Linked DNA regions of Mus musculus: all the other regions are linked to region 3. A link is a contact called in public Hi-C and HiChIP or PLAC-seq data. All regions are on one chromosome and are shown on one strand. Each heading gives the region's core, a stretch centred on a gene start, on an enhancer-like site or on the middle of the called end of the contact. The rest is flanking DNA. Distances are from core to core; before and after follow the strand shown.

Evidence for each region. Hi-C and Micro-C count contacts between places; a contact is called where the count stands out from the background. HiChIP or PLAC-seq counts read pairs in DNA pulled down with a chosen protein or histone mark.
Region 1: a contact with region 3 is called in an H3K27ac HiChIP or PLAC-seq map of embryonic fibroblasts, with 12 read pairs. The contact joins two enhancer-like sites. A contact is called at or near these places in 1 of 15 datasets of contacts at CTCF or cohesin (pro-B cells), 16 of 484 Hi-C or Micro-C datasets (the 3T3-L1 cell line, the AML12 cell line, the Patski cell line and 8 more) and 3 of 115 datasets of contacts at active chromatin or transcription factors (a colorectal cancer cell line, embryonic fibroblasts and neural progenitor cells).
Region 2: a Hi-C map of the STO cell line shows a contact between it and region 3, with 2.5 times the contacts expected there. The contact joins two enhancer-like sites. A contact is called at or near these places in 4 of 39 promoter capture datasets (the 3T3-L1 cell line, 3T3-L1-derived adipocytes and liver) and 7 of 484 Hi-C or Micro-C datasets (the STO cell line, colorectal tumor organoids, embryonic fibroblasts and 4 more).

Annotation. Positions count from the first base shown.
Region 1 is chr12:35,217,318-35,221,878 of GRCm38.p6, reverse strand. No RefSeq gene overlaps it. Among named protein-coding and RNA genes, the nearest start is that of Mir680-3, 25 kb to the right of the region's middle. Within about 2 kb of position 1,283, at least 16 of the 459 cell types and tissues checked have an H3K27ac peak or open chromatin away from gene starts, as enhancers often do. A contact at or near this core is called in colorectal tumor organoids and embryonic fibroblasts, where this site is marked.
Region 2 is chr12:35,198,233-35,202,817 of GRCm38.p6, reverse strand. No RefSeq gene overlaps it. Among named protein-coding and RNA genes, the nearest start is that of Mir680-3, 5.6 kb to the right of the region's middle. Within about 2 kb of position 2,532, at least 14 of the 459 cell types and tissues checked have an H3K27ac peak or open chromatin away from gene starts, as enhancers often do. A contact at or near this core is called in the STO cell line, where this site is marked.
Region 3 is chr12:35,293,126-35,297,645 of GRCm38.p6, reverse strand. No RefSeq gene overlaps it. Among named protein-coding and RNA genes, the nearest start is that of Mir680-3, 100 kb to the right of the region's middle. Within about 2 kb of position 2,900, at least 87 of the 459 cell types and tissues checked have an H3K27ac peak or open chromatin away from gene starts, as enhancers often do. A contact at or near this core is called in the STO cell line, colorectal tumor organoids and embryonic fibroblasts, where this site is marked.

The DNA of each region.
Region 1 (4,561 bases), core at 34-2,533, 74 kb after region 3:
ACCTGTAACTTCTGTTCATCACTGAGAATGTGTGGTCAATGTGTGATGATGCTCCAAACTTTGTCTCTGTAACTCCTTCCAAAGGCGTTTTGTTCCCAATTCTAAGAAGGGGCAAAGTGTCCACACTTTGGTCTTCGTTCTTCTTGAGTTTCATGTGTTTAGCAAATTGTATCTTATGTCTTGGGTATTCTAAATTTCTGGGCTAATATCCACTTATCAATGAGTACATATCATTTGAGTTCTTTTGTGATTGGGTTACCTCACTCAGGATGATGCCCTCCAGGTCCATCCATTTGCCTAGGAATTTCATAAATTCATTCTTTTTAATAGCTGAGTAGTACAAAGTTTGGAGCTGAGACGAAAGGATGGACCATCTAGAGACTGCCATACCTGAGTATCCATCCCATAATCAGCCTCCAAACGCTGACACCATTGCCTACACTAGCAAGATTTTGCTGAAAGGACCCTGATATAGCTGTCTCTTGTGAGGCTATGCAAACACAGAAGTGGAGGCTCACAGTCAGCTATTGGATGGGTCACAGGGCCCCCAATGGAGGAGCTAGAGAAAGTACCCAAGGAGCTAAAGGGATCTGCAACCCTATAGGTGGAACAACAATATGAACTAACCATTACCCACCAGAGCTCGTGTCTCTATCTGCATATGTATCAGAAGATAGCCTAGTCGGCAATCAGTGGAAAGAGAGGTCCATTGGTCTTGCAAACTTTATATGCCTCAGTACAGGGAAATGCCAGGGCCACGAAGTGGGAGTGGGTGGGTAGGGGAGTAGGTGGGAGGAGGGTATAGGGGACTTTTGGGATAGCATTGGAAATGTAAATGAAGAAAATACCTAATAAAATAATAATAATAATAAATTTTTTTCAAAAAAAACTGATGATGCTGCCCATTTAACATGACAGGTCTCTCACACTACATGTGGATCTATCTATGCACCTGTCTCCCCCCCAAACTTCATTTTTGTCCTATACAATGCACTGCCCCATGGCTGCTGCTAACCTGAGTGGCCCTTTCATCAGCCAGGAAATGCCTGGATGCAAAGCTGAAGTTTTTCTCTTATTCATACTAAGGAATATACATAATATTCTGACATTATAAGATGGTAGACAGGAATCTTTGCAGGCTATTTATATCCATGAGACAGCCTCTAGCATGGTAAGACAGTGAGAAATTAAATCCATCATCCACCACACACATCACCACTCTAGGAAATGTCTATTTGTACTTCTAAAAGTGCCTTGCTGAACAAGTCTGCCTTACAATGACATCTGCTGGGAGACTCTGGCATAGAATGGAAACCAAGCCAAATATCTAATGTCAATAATTGCCTAGGGAGGTGGGAGATTTGTGCCAAGATCTGTCTTTTAAATGGTCTTCAAAGAGAGAAATCATATTGTTCAAACCATAAACCAAACCTAAGGTGAGCCCATAACAAATACCAGATGCAGAACTATGAAATGGAACCCCAAATACAAGTTAACATCCTCATTCAGTGCTCTCTGCTTTTAAATACTTCATCTAGAATGACAAAGTAGGTGACATTCATCTGAAATATGTTTACACTAGAGCTGCTCACTGCTGAAGGTTTCTCATTTCTTTAGCAAACATCAAAGGATTAGTTGAGAGTAAAGCATGTTTATCTTCTTGGTAATGTTACTATGCATTTTTGGCCAGACTTTCCTGGCTAATGAGTACATAGGTCTACTCCTGTGTTTGAATTCCAGTTGATGATGTAAGCAACATCTGGGGTAGGACTCCAGCAGAAATGATCTTTCAGTGAGCTACTGTTATTTCCAATAGTAGATCCTTCAGGAAGAAAGCAAAAGTAATCTTAGCTATAAAAAGTTTCCTGTATCCTCTACCATAACACGTAGACACATGAATAAAATAAGAATTGCAGGAGTTAACAGAACTTAAAATACAAAAGAAATTATAACACAAATAGTCAAAATTCATGCTACTATTAACTTAAGTATGGTTAGCACAAAGCCCATTCTGCAATTGCTGTTTAGGCAAAAGACTTTTGCAATGAAATAGAACATCCCTCTCACTCATTGAGAAAAATTCATATTGTCATGGTTACATTGGAAAGTATGATAGAAAAATTATCTTTCTCCACTTGTAATTCATAGTAATAATTGAAGCCAATTTTTAACATAGAATTGGAGAGAGATCACAAGTACAAAATTCCTGAGGTCATTAACATTACAACCTCTTGGAATTTTCAAAGATAACATATATACACATACACATACATATGACAGGCCTTCTGGGGGAAAAAAAAGCTCCTTGAACCTTTTAAACATAAAAGACAAAGAAAAACTTATTTTATCCTTGAGACTGCAGCACAGGTCTGTGATATTCAGATGCAGTTTTGCATTTAAAGTGTATAAAAAACTCATTATTGAATGTAATCATCCAAAAACTTTGTTTCTAGCAAGGCTCAAGTCATGCCAACAAAAGTGGCTCAAGAGTAATGAATGTGATGAGTTGGCGTATATTCTATAATCCCTTTCACTTCATAGATTGAAATTATTTAGAGAGAAGCCTCTACAAAAGCCAACACTATATTCAGCATCCCACGGTTCTATGTTCTCGGTGCTAATCCATAGACTTCCTAAAAATCTGTGGGAGGAGTTTCCGTATATTCAACCTTCCATACATCTGTATATCCTACCATTTTATTATCCCACCTCACTCCTCCACACATATGCGCTAGAATGGTCCATGCCTTCTTGACTCAAACTATCTTTCAGATACCAATTCATTCTGCAATTTTGTTTCCCATTCTTTATGCTTTGCTGTATTTATAGATCATGCAACTCCAGTTATCATTTTAATCTCTCCATTCATTTTGTTTTCTCACCTAGTGTGCTCTGTTCCCTACACTCATCCTTGTTCTTCTAGGTTGACTTTAAGTTGTAACTAAGAGCTCTTGTGTGTTTCAAATGTTAAAGCTCTCCCCTGCACAACTCAACAAGCTTTCATGATGTTACTGAACACCTGTGGGTCAAACAAAAAGGAAACATCTTAGTTAAGCAAATGTGATTTATGTGTCAGTGTTATGGATCCGTTGGTACCCAATGCCATTTAATCAATTTTCTTCACCATTAGTACAAATCAGAAAGTCTCAAAAATAGCTGTTTTTTTTTTAAATCAACTGAAGCTTATGTAAGAACAGACCCTGTGCTCTCCTTAAGACGATGGTTGAGTAGGTTTTCAGAACATGTAATTTCAAGGAGCTCCATGTGTTCTTAGTATCTACCCAGTGCCAGGACATTATTTTTCCTGAGGAGAAATAAGAAGAAGAAGATTCCATCTGACCACTTATCAGCTAACCATGAGGAGTCAACGAATCTGTGCAAACCAGGGGAAATTTAGATGATCTACAGATTAAACAAAAGGCAGGAGTTGTGCCTTTACATGCTGAATCCAGCAGCATCTACGTATTTGATCAAACAAATCACAATGTTTTCTTTGTTGCCACAGTCATAAACCAGCAGTATGACAGTATCCAGAACAATCTAGAGGAGAAGCAAAAGAGTCAATAAATTGTCATGCTGAATCAGAAACTCTGAGAATGGAATCTGAGTATCTATTGTTTTTAAATCTCTAGGTAAGTGTTTCAAGCAGAAGGTTCTAGAAATACCTTTCCAATATAAATTTGTTGAATAAATTTGTTATAGGTAGTGAAGAGTGTCGTTAGAATATTTTTATGCCAGCATAAAACTAATTCCCACTTCCACCCCTTCTCACTGGTCCCCTTCACTCTCTTGGATGGTCTATCTTCTACCTTCATGTCATAGATGGGACGAATGGGTGGATGCATGCATGGATATATACATACATGGATTGATGCATGGATAGATGCATAGATACATGGATGGGTAGTATGTCTATTTAAATCCTAGTATCCACCAATGACTCAAACAAGCACTATTTCTCCTCTGAGTCTGACTTACTTTTTGTTATGAGTCATACCCATTTTCCTGTAAATATCATTTAGTCTTTTGTGGCACTGAATTGAGCATTCCAGATTAATACCTGTATCAACCTCTTTGCTAGTCAGAACTTGCCTTGGAAGAAACACTTGGTAAGTTAAGTCTTGACCCGATTCCAATAGTTCCTCTTCACCCAAGTCCTTCCACAGCATTTCAGAGGTCAGTATGTGGAACTCAAGAGACATAAGGAAGTAATAAAGGGACTGGAGTGGAAGGAGACAAAGCCTGTTTGGGGGTGAGTTGATGGTCTTTAGTCTTCCCAAAGGTCATCAAAATGATGGCTCAACCAAGTCATTTTATGCATAAGAATTTGTGCTGTTTTATGGCTTCCATGGGATATGACTCCAATGTGTATAGCACTGGTTTTTGCATGCCTAGGATATCCTTTGTGTACAAAGGATAGAAAGCAGTGAAAGTCTTACTCTTGGCAAACCATTGGGTAAAAATCTCAGCTGGACATTCACATCAGGAGTTAGCCTCTCTTTTAATACCCTTGGAGACAATTTTCTTTCAATTGAAAAACAAAAAACAACAAAAAGAAACT
Region 2 (4,585 bases), core at 1,283-3,782, 94 kb after region 3:
TTAGAAGAAGTTAGGTTGCAGGCAATATCTAATGATAAGCTTTTCCCATCCTTTGACTCAGGACTTGGGGTGGGAGGTGAGGGCTCCACACCAGTGTTTTCTAGAAAGGCAAGTAGCAAGAGGTCTCCATCTTTCCCAACAGAGACATGGATTTGAATGGGTCCTTCAGAATCCTCTGTGTCCCTTAGATCTCTAACTAGAAGCCACTTGGGATGCTCAGAAGGGACACAGCTGAGAAAGTGCACCCTGCTTCAGGGTGAGTCTGTGAAATGTTGGAGGGAGTGGGAAGCCCCAGAGGGTAAGAAGGGGAAGGCCAGAAACCTAGTGCGGACTTGAAAGCCAGGCAAGCTTAGTGCTTCCGGTGGGGAAGGGCATGACTGTCAGGAGCTCTTCACAACCGTAACCAAATTAAATCGTTGCTCTATTTAGCTATGGGGGATGCGGTTTAGAGAATAAGTTGTCTATGTTTGCATATTTTGAGTTTAGATCTTCTCAAATTCAAACCCTTTTATTTATAACCACTTACTTTGTCCAAGAATTTTACTTACAGTCAGTAACCGCCTTTGCCCGAGGATTGGGGAAAAGAGGGCTCAGGGCAACCGAGAGAATCTAAGGACTCAAGAAAGAAAGAGATACGGTGTTCACTGGATTGGCCTTTGTAGATTTTTTAAAAAATATCTTGCGCCATTAATTTTCATTTTTTTTTGTGGATTCCTTATTTATACATTTGCCTACTGACTACAACTTATTTGTAACTTTATAATAAGTGGTTGCACAGGTCAAGGATCATTTGCTGACATGCGCAGATCCACAGAGACTCTGAGATGCTCCAACGGGCACATTCCTGGCTGAGGTAGGGCCGGGTTAGGCCGGGTCTTCCAGCTTTAGTTCTGGTTTAGGAATGAGTAAAGATTGGAGACAAAACCTGTTAGAGGCCATGTTTCTGGGCCAGCTGAGCCACCTCGGTTTGACCCTCATCTCTGGCACCTGTCAGCATAGCCTCAGGCATGCCTCTTAATACTTTTGATTTTTTTTTAATTTCCATTTTGAAAAATTACAATAATAGAATCTACCCATATGAATAGGCTTTTGAATTTAAGATCATAATCTGTGTAAGATTCCATGTGACTGTGTCTACACTTTTTGAAGCAGCCATGATTCTATGCCTTCTAACTTAGCGTTCGCAGTAACTTTACAAAGCACGCCAAGTATGCAGCTGTATGAACAAAAATAATCAGAATGCATAAAAGTTCACTGTTCTGTGTGGGAGGACTCAGGCACGTGTGTGGTGTGTGTAATTACATGTGCATATGGATTGCCAGGGCATAAAAAGAGAGCCTATATCCTCAGGCCTGAAGAACAAACTCAAGACAACAGCATAGTCCAGAGTCTCAACTCCAAATTACAGAGAAAGGTCCATTCAAAACTAAGGAAGATGGAGAGAGGTTCTTCCTGACCAAGACGAGGACAATGGTCACGGTGCAATTAATGCAGGAGTAACTTTACCTTTAGTCATGTGGGAGTTCGCACCCAGAGTGGACTGTGAGTTTTGAGGCTGGACAAGGCTCCACCAAGGCCTTGAAAGCCAGAAAGCAAAGATATCAGGGTTCTGAGCCAAGGACCTCTCCCCGCCTCCCTGCCCACCTCCCGGCTCAAGAGAGACATCTGCAGTCGAGAGGTCTTATGTCTGTCTTAGAAGCAGGATGAGGGGAGACAGACAGAATAAACAGCTCCAGAAAGGACAGTGCAGGAGACACTGGGGGTTGGGGGTGGGGTGGGTCAAAAAGTAGAAAGGGGAGAAGCTTGAGAAACTGTGGTAAGACTTGGCGGCACTGCCAGCAAGGTGCCCATTTTACTTAGGATGTTTCCTGGGGAGAAGCCATGGTGAAAACGCAAGTCCCCAAGGGTTTGTCTAACCCAGCACAAGGCTAAGAACTTCACATGTAAAATGCACAAAGTATTTTGTCATTTTATTTCCATTACTGGTCCTAGTCTGGATTTGTTATGTTTGTTGTTGTTTTTCTGTTTTTTTTTTTTAAATAAAATTGAGACTGTCCTGGAAAACTTCTGAGAGTGGAACAGTGGGCTACCCCTGCAGTTCTCAGACCCATCACTGTGATGGGGCTCAGGTCCTGCTTCCTGCTGTGAGGCTGGGACACTACAACAGGCCGAGCTATGATCCTGGGATAGAGGGAACTTCATAAACACGTTCCCCATGGCTTTGTTCAGCCTCTCTCTAGATTGCACAGTGGCTAAGAGTGCTGCCACACAGACACCTCTGTCTCTCCATACCTTAAGTGCCTCCCAATTTGAAGGCCTCGCCCTGGGCCTTCTTGCATAGACAGCTCCTCTAATAAAATCCTTTCATGTTTAATCCTGCCTTGGGAGTCACTTCTCAGATGACCTGGACCAACAAAAGAAGCAGCTTTCTTTTGCATGGTGAGAACAAAAACAACAGAGGCTGCCACCACTTGCTCCCTGCCACATGACCCTCTTCCCTTCCAAGACTCAAAGCCACGTGGATTTACGGCTGGAACAAATTACAAGTTACTGTATATTTCTGGCTATGTGCTTAGCTCAAACCCTTTGAAGCACACACGTAATAGAACTTGAATTTCCAAACAACCAAAAAACTGTCTAAAATAACAAGGGAGTCTAGGTAGGCCACGGTCTCCTTGCCTCTGTGTCATTCCCTTCCCCCACATTTCCAGCATTTTCTACTAGTTCTTTTTCTCCTTGTTTTTGCAAACAGAGCTCAAAGGTTTTTTCCTCACCCAAAAACCGTCCCCTGAATTCCCTGACAAAAGATTATTATTACCCAATATTACAGAACAAACGTCCTGGAGGGACACTTGCCAATTGTTTCTGTTTTCTACACGGTGATCAAGTGTCATCAATAATATACTCCTTTTCTGACTGCTCATCAATCATCCCCAATGAATCAGAAGTGTTGCCCTTAAGGCTGATCAATCATCATGCCAAAACCCCACCCGCAGCAGGAAAAGGAGACATTCTACCCATGGTCTCTCATCTTTCATCAGCAAGGCAGGCCCTTCCTGTAGTGCCCCCAGAAAGTCTACCTTTTCTCCCATTGGTCAGAAACAGTCATATGGCCATTGCAGCCAATCATGGCAAAGGGTAATAGGGTTTCACAATTGGTTTAATCAAATGATTCATTCCTTCGGAGGCGGTTTCTTTCAACATATTACATTTGCTCCCTCCTCCTTGCTCCCCGCCTTCCTTCTTAGCACTGACTCAGAGATTCCATCTTACCCTCCTTTCTCTGACCCACACTGTGCCGTTTCTGGGGGGCCAAGGTGGGGTTCATTCTTTCCATCACCCGCAACCAACCAGTGCAACAGATTCAGTAGAGGTTTTGCTAAGCAAATTACGGACCCTCTTGTTCATTGAATGCAAAATGCAGTACACATGGGGACCTTAACGACACTGAAAATACACATCTTAAGTCAAATATCAGACTAATCTTCCAGTGTTAACCTGAACGATTATGAGTTCTATTTCAATTCTCAAGAGCATGGAGATTAGGCTGAAGGAGTAGCTAACCGCAGTAGAAGGTTATGAACATCTGATAATGCCTGTGCTTAAAACTCTAGATGATAGTCAGGCCACCACCGTGGTCTCTATCTCCTATTTTGTCATCTCCTCCTATTCCTCCTCCTCTCCCTTTTCATGTTTTGGTTGGTTTGTTTGTTTGTTTGTTTGTTTGTTTGTTTGTTTGTTTGTTTTTGAGACAAGGTCTTTCTATTTAGACCAGAATTGCCTTAAACAGAATAGCCCTCTTGCCTCAGCCTCCCAAGTGCTGGGATTAACACACATGTTCCATGAGTTCTGGCTGCCCCACTGGTTTCCAGATAGAGATAGTGTCTCCCTTAGGGATACAGCTATTTAAATAATGACTAAGGAATGCATGGTGCACCAAGACAGGTTTCATCAGATAAAATGATCTTAGTTGTTAAATTGTAGTGGAAAACACAAACAACCATATGCAAAGAGTTCGATTTCACATGAGATCAGCAACATGCTAAAAAGCCTTTGCAATGTTTGGACTTGAGTTACTAACTAGATCTCTCTGAACTGGATTCTTTTCATTACACCTTCTTGGTTTTGATCTGCTTGTTTGGGGTGGGGGGTTGTTTTTGTTGGTATTATGTGTTCATGGTTTGGTTTGATTTGATTTGGTTTGGTTTGGTTTGGGGTTTTGTTTTGGTTTGGTTTGGTTTGTTGTTTTTGTTGTTGTTGTTGTTGTTGTTGTTGTTGTCTGGTTGGTTGGTTTTTTGGGTTTTTTGGGTTTTGTATTTTTGTTTTTGTTTTTGTTTTCCGAGAGAGGGTTTCTCTGTATAGCCCTGCCTGTTCTGGAACTCACTCTGTAGACCAGTCTGGCCTCAAACTCAGAAATCTGCCTGCCTCCGCCTCCCAAGTGCTGGGATTAAAGGTGTGCACCAGCACTGCCCAGCTTGGTATTATGTGTTCTTAGCCTTCTTTCCCCTTATTTAGGTCTTATTTAACTCTCCAAATGTTATGGTTTTGCTTCTGTAAAGAGACACCATGACCATGACAACTCTTA
Region 3 (4,520 bases), core at 1,651-4,150:
TCGTGGACACCGCATGGTGGGAAGTAGCACCTCTAGCTTCTACAAAGTAGATGCTCCAGGCAAAATCATTTTCACATTATTAAATGTTGACCTGTTGAGAACATTGTCCGTGGTTGAAAAATCACTTTTAGCAAATATTGTCACCGAAAACGGTCCACAGTGAGCATAAGGATAAAACCAGAACTTACAATGAAGTAAGAAAAATATAGCTGCTTCCCTCCCCTGCCCTTCCCTCTCTTCTTCTCTCCTCCCCTCTGCTCCTTCCACCACATTCTCAACCCTTTTTATTAAAGAGGACTGGAAATATATTAATTAAAATGCTAATGGAAATCCTAGTAAAACCCTTTCTAGTCTTGTTTTTGCATATTTATTGTAAGGATCCAGAGAGTAGTACCCCGCATGGCATCACTAAGGGCTTGAGTTTCACAGCTCAAGTAGACCTGAGCCAATGAATCATCATTCTCTTCTATTAGATTCAGTGTATCTGGTTTTATGTAGAGGTCCTTTACCCACTTGGACTTGAACTTTGTACAAGGATATAAATGTGGATCAATTTGCATTCTTCTACATGCAGACAGCCAATTAGAACAGCATCATTTGTTGAAGATGCTTTCTTTTTTTTTCACTGTATAGTTTTGGCCATTTTTTTTTTTGGTCAAAGATCAAGTGTCCATAGGTGTGTGCATTTATTTCTGGGTCTTCAATTCTATTCTATTTATCAACCTGTCTGTCTCTGCACCAAACTATGTGGTTTTTTATCACTATTGCTCTGCAGTATAGCTTGAGATCATGGATGATGATTCCCCCAGAATTTCTTCTATGGTTAAGAACTGTTTTGGCTATCATGGGTTTTTTTGTTATTCCAAATGAAATTGAGAATTGCTCTTTCTATCTCTGTGAAGAATTGAGTCGTGATTTTGATGGGGATTGCATTGAATCTATAGATTGTTTTTGGTACTATGCCATTTTTATTATGTTAATCCTACCAATCCATGAGCACGGGAAATTTTTTTCATCTTCTGAGATATTCTTCAATTTCTTTCTTCAGGGGCTTAAAGTTCTTGTCATACAGATCTTCCACTTCCTTGGTTAGATTTACATCAAGATATTTTATATTATTTGTGATTATTTGAAGGGTGTTTTTCCCTTATTTCTTTCTCAGAGCATTTATCCTTTTTATAAAGGAAGACTACTGATTTGTTTTGACTTAATTTTATATCCAGCCACCTTGCTGTAGTTGTTTATCCACTGTAGAAATTCTCTGGCAAAATGTTTGAGGTGTCTTATGTATACGATCATAATATCAGCAAATAGTGATACCTTGACTTCTTTTCCAATTTGTATTCCCTTGATCTCCTTTTGTTGTCTTATCGTCCTAGCTAGAACTTCAAGTACTATAGATTGGAGCCTTGTCTTGTCCCTGATTTTTGTGGGATTGTTTCAAGATTCTCTCCATTTAATTTGATATTGGCTATTGGTTTGCTGTACATTGCTTTTATCATGTTTAGTATGGGCCTTAAATTCCTGATCTCTCCAATACTCTCAACATGAAGGGATATTGTATTTTGCCAAATGCTTTTTCAGCAAATATTGTGATGATCATGTGATTTTTTCTTTAAAAAAATATATATATAGGATTACATTGATGGATTTCTGTATATTGAACTAGCCTGTATCCCTCGGATGAAGCCTCCTTGATCATGGTAAGTGATCATTTTGATGTGTTCTGTGATTCAGTTTGTGAGAAATCTTTTGAGTATTATTTCATTGATGTTCATAACTGAAATTGTTCTGAAGTTCTCTTTCTTTGTTGGGTTTAGATATCAGAATAACAGTGGCTTCATAAAAATAATTAGTTAGTGTTCCTTCTGTTTCTATTTTGTGGAATAGTTTGAGGTGTATTGGTATTAGGTCTTCTTTGAAGGTCTGATAGACTTCTACACTAAAACCCTAAAATCATCTGGCCCTGGGTTTTTTGTTGTTTTGTTTTGTTTTGTTGTTTTTTTCAGCCTTTTAATGACTGCTTCTATTTTCTTAGAGGTTATAGGACTGTTTAGATAGTTATAAACATAAAAGAATAAAACTAAAGCTAAGAAGGATCAGTAAGAGTAATGGTTTATTTCATTATTATGTTAGCTGGCCATATGATAAAGCATTTAATATAGTGATGAACACAAAGGATGTCCCCCCACCATGTGCCAGGAGAGACAAAATCAAGCAATAAGCATTTCTGTATTACTTTCAACCTTCTAATTTTTCTTTTTTTTTCTTTTTGATTTTTTGATTTTGTTTTATTTTGGTTTGGTTTGGTATTTTTGGTTTTTTGAGACAGGGTTTCTTTGTCCTGGAACTCATTCTGTAGACCAGGCTGGCCTCAAACTCAGAAATCCTCCTGCCTCTGCCTCCCAAGTGCCGGGATTAAAGGCATGTGCCACCACTGCCCAGCCTAATTTTTCTTTATATTACTGGACAATGAGACTTTTTTTTTCTAACTAGGGACACTGCATGATACTTTCATGTTGTAGGGAGAGGGAAAGTCAGGCTAACTTGGGTATGCTATGTTCCCTTAGAGCAAATTAGAGCAAGGTCATGAGAGATAAACAGAGCCAAGCCTGGGAGCAGTTGTGCTTCACTGGGTTTTCTGTTCCTTAATTGGTTTGGAGTGCTGTGGTTCCTTTAAAATATGGGGGAGGTTATTCTACTGAGTGGTGAGTAACTCTGGCCATAGCTACAGGAACAAACAAAACAACAAAAAGCTTAGGGGAAAAAAAAACCCACAAGCACTCAGACTGAAAAAGTAACCAAGCCAAAAATGCCATTTGACTATTGCAAAATGATCGGGCACACACTGAAAGCCAAACATGCTTACAAGTTCAGCAAGCCCCAAATATGCCATGTCATTAGTGTCTTTCCTTCCAAGTATTCTGTCCACATACTCTGAGCTGTTTACCACAAAGAAAAGATGCATCACCTTGTTAAATCATTTCTAAAGCAGGAGGGGAGAAGGAAAAGAAAAAAAAGAAGGGGATAAGTGGGGTGAGGGGAGGGGCTGTGAGAGAGGACCAGGAAGAGGGCAGTGGTCTATGATTAGAGTATTAAAATGAATAAATTAATTAGTTAATGAAAAGGGAAAAGGTGGGAAAGGGAAGGAGTAAGGAAGGAAAAATTAGGAAAAAGGAAACAGGGGGTAGGGAAGGAGAAAGGGAACAAAGAGAATTACTGGAAAAAAATACAATAAAAAGTTTTCAAGTGACTTAATGTGAAATTTTCAAAAAACCTCCATGCTCCACCAGATAAATATTTCTGCATATTCTCAGAAATGGGTCACACTTCCCACATACTTAAAAACATCCTTTACAGTTAATCTATCAATAGCAACCCTACCAGACATTTTATCTTAAAATTTGTCTTGGGCCTGAAGACAGCGTGGTAGTAAAAACCTTGTACAGATCTCCATCAGCCAGGTGAAACAGCTTGGTGTGCTGAGACACTTGCCACCCTAGCCTAGGGAGGGGAAGCTGGAAAAGTCTCAAGATTCGCTGGCCAGCCAGACTAGCCAGTCTGTGAAGAGACCCTGCCTCAGACAATAAGGTAGAGAACAACTGAGCTTGACATTTTGATGCCAACCTCTGTCATCCACACATACACATGTAGGCACATACGTAGCATAGACATGTGTACAAACACACACATGTACACACACATACATATACAATTCTTTGTCCTTTCATTTTTATATGGCTTGTTCGGAAGGAACCAAGAAAGGAAACATAACAAAGCTATGTGAACACAAAGACTGTTTGTTGGACATTCTCCAAACCCAGCTGTAAACATCCACTCTTTGTTCGAATCCTTACAGCCACCTACCCAGTCACATGACAGCAGCATGACCAGCTTTGTCCACCAGAGCTCTTTGCATGGAAATGTACTAAATGTACTAAATGGACATACCAGCCACACTTCTTTCAATGACAAGAAACTGATCAAGTAGAAAATGTGGGAAAGTGGACATTCAGGCTAACTGTCTCCCTGTCTTTAATTGAAGCATTGTCTACTTCTCTGAATTAAACTGTCAGTTTAATTCAAGCTAGCTGAGCTGTTTATCATCCAGGAAAAAATCTAGTAGATGCTGAAGATATGCCAGATTACATTTCTACAGATCTTCTTTGTATGTTTAATCTTTTTTTTCTCCCTCCCTACTTCATGATACACACAGCTCTATGAATTGTGACTCTTATCAAGATGAGGTTTGGACTATCTTCTATCTTGCCTTTCATGTTGGTTACTTTTCGATATGGAATCTTTTCAATGTCAAATGTTGCTAGGTAACTATTTTCCTTGTTTTAATTCAGTTTTGGTAAAAACAAAAGTATATCTAAGTGGTTTAGTCTCAACTAGTATTGCTCTTCTTCCAAAATATGTATGTCCTACTTTTGTGTCAAGAGATACACGATGTGGCTTTCCAGACCTGCACAGAGCTACAGATGGTAGCAGAATTAGTTGTTTATAAATTTTACTGT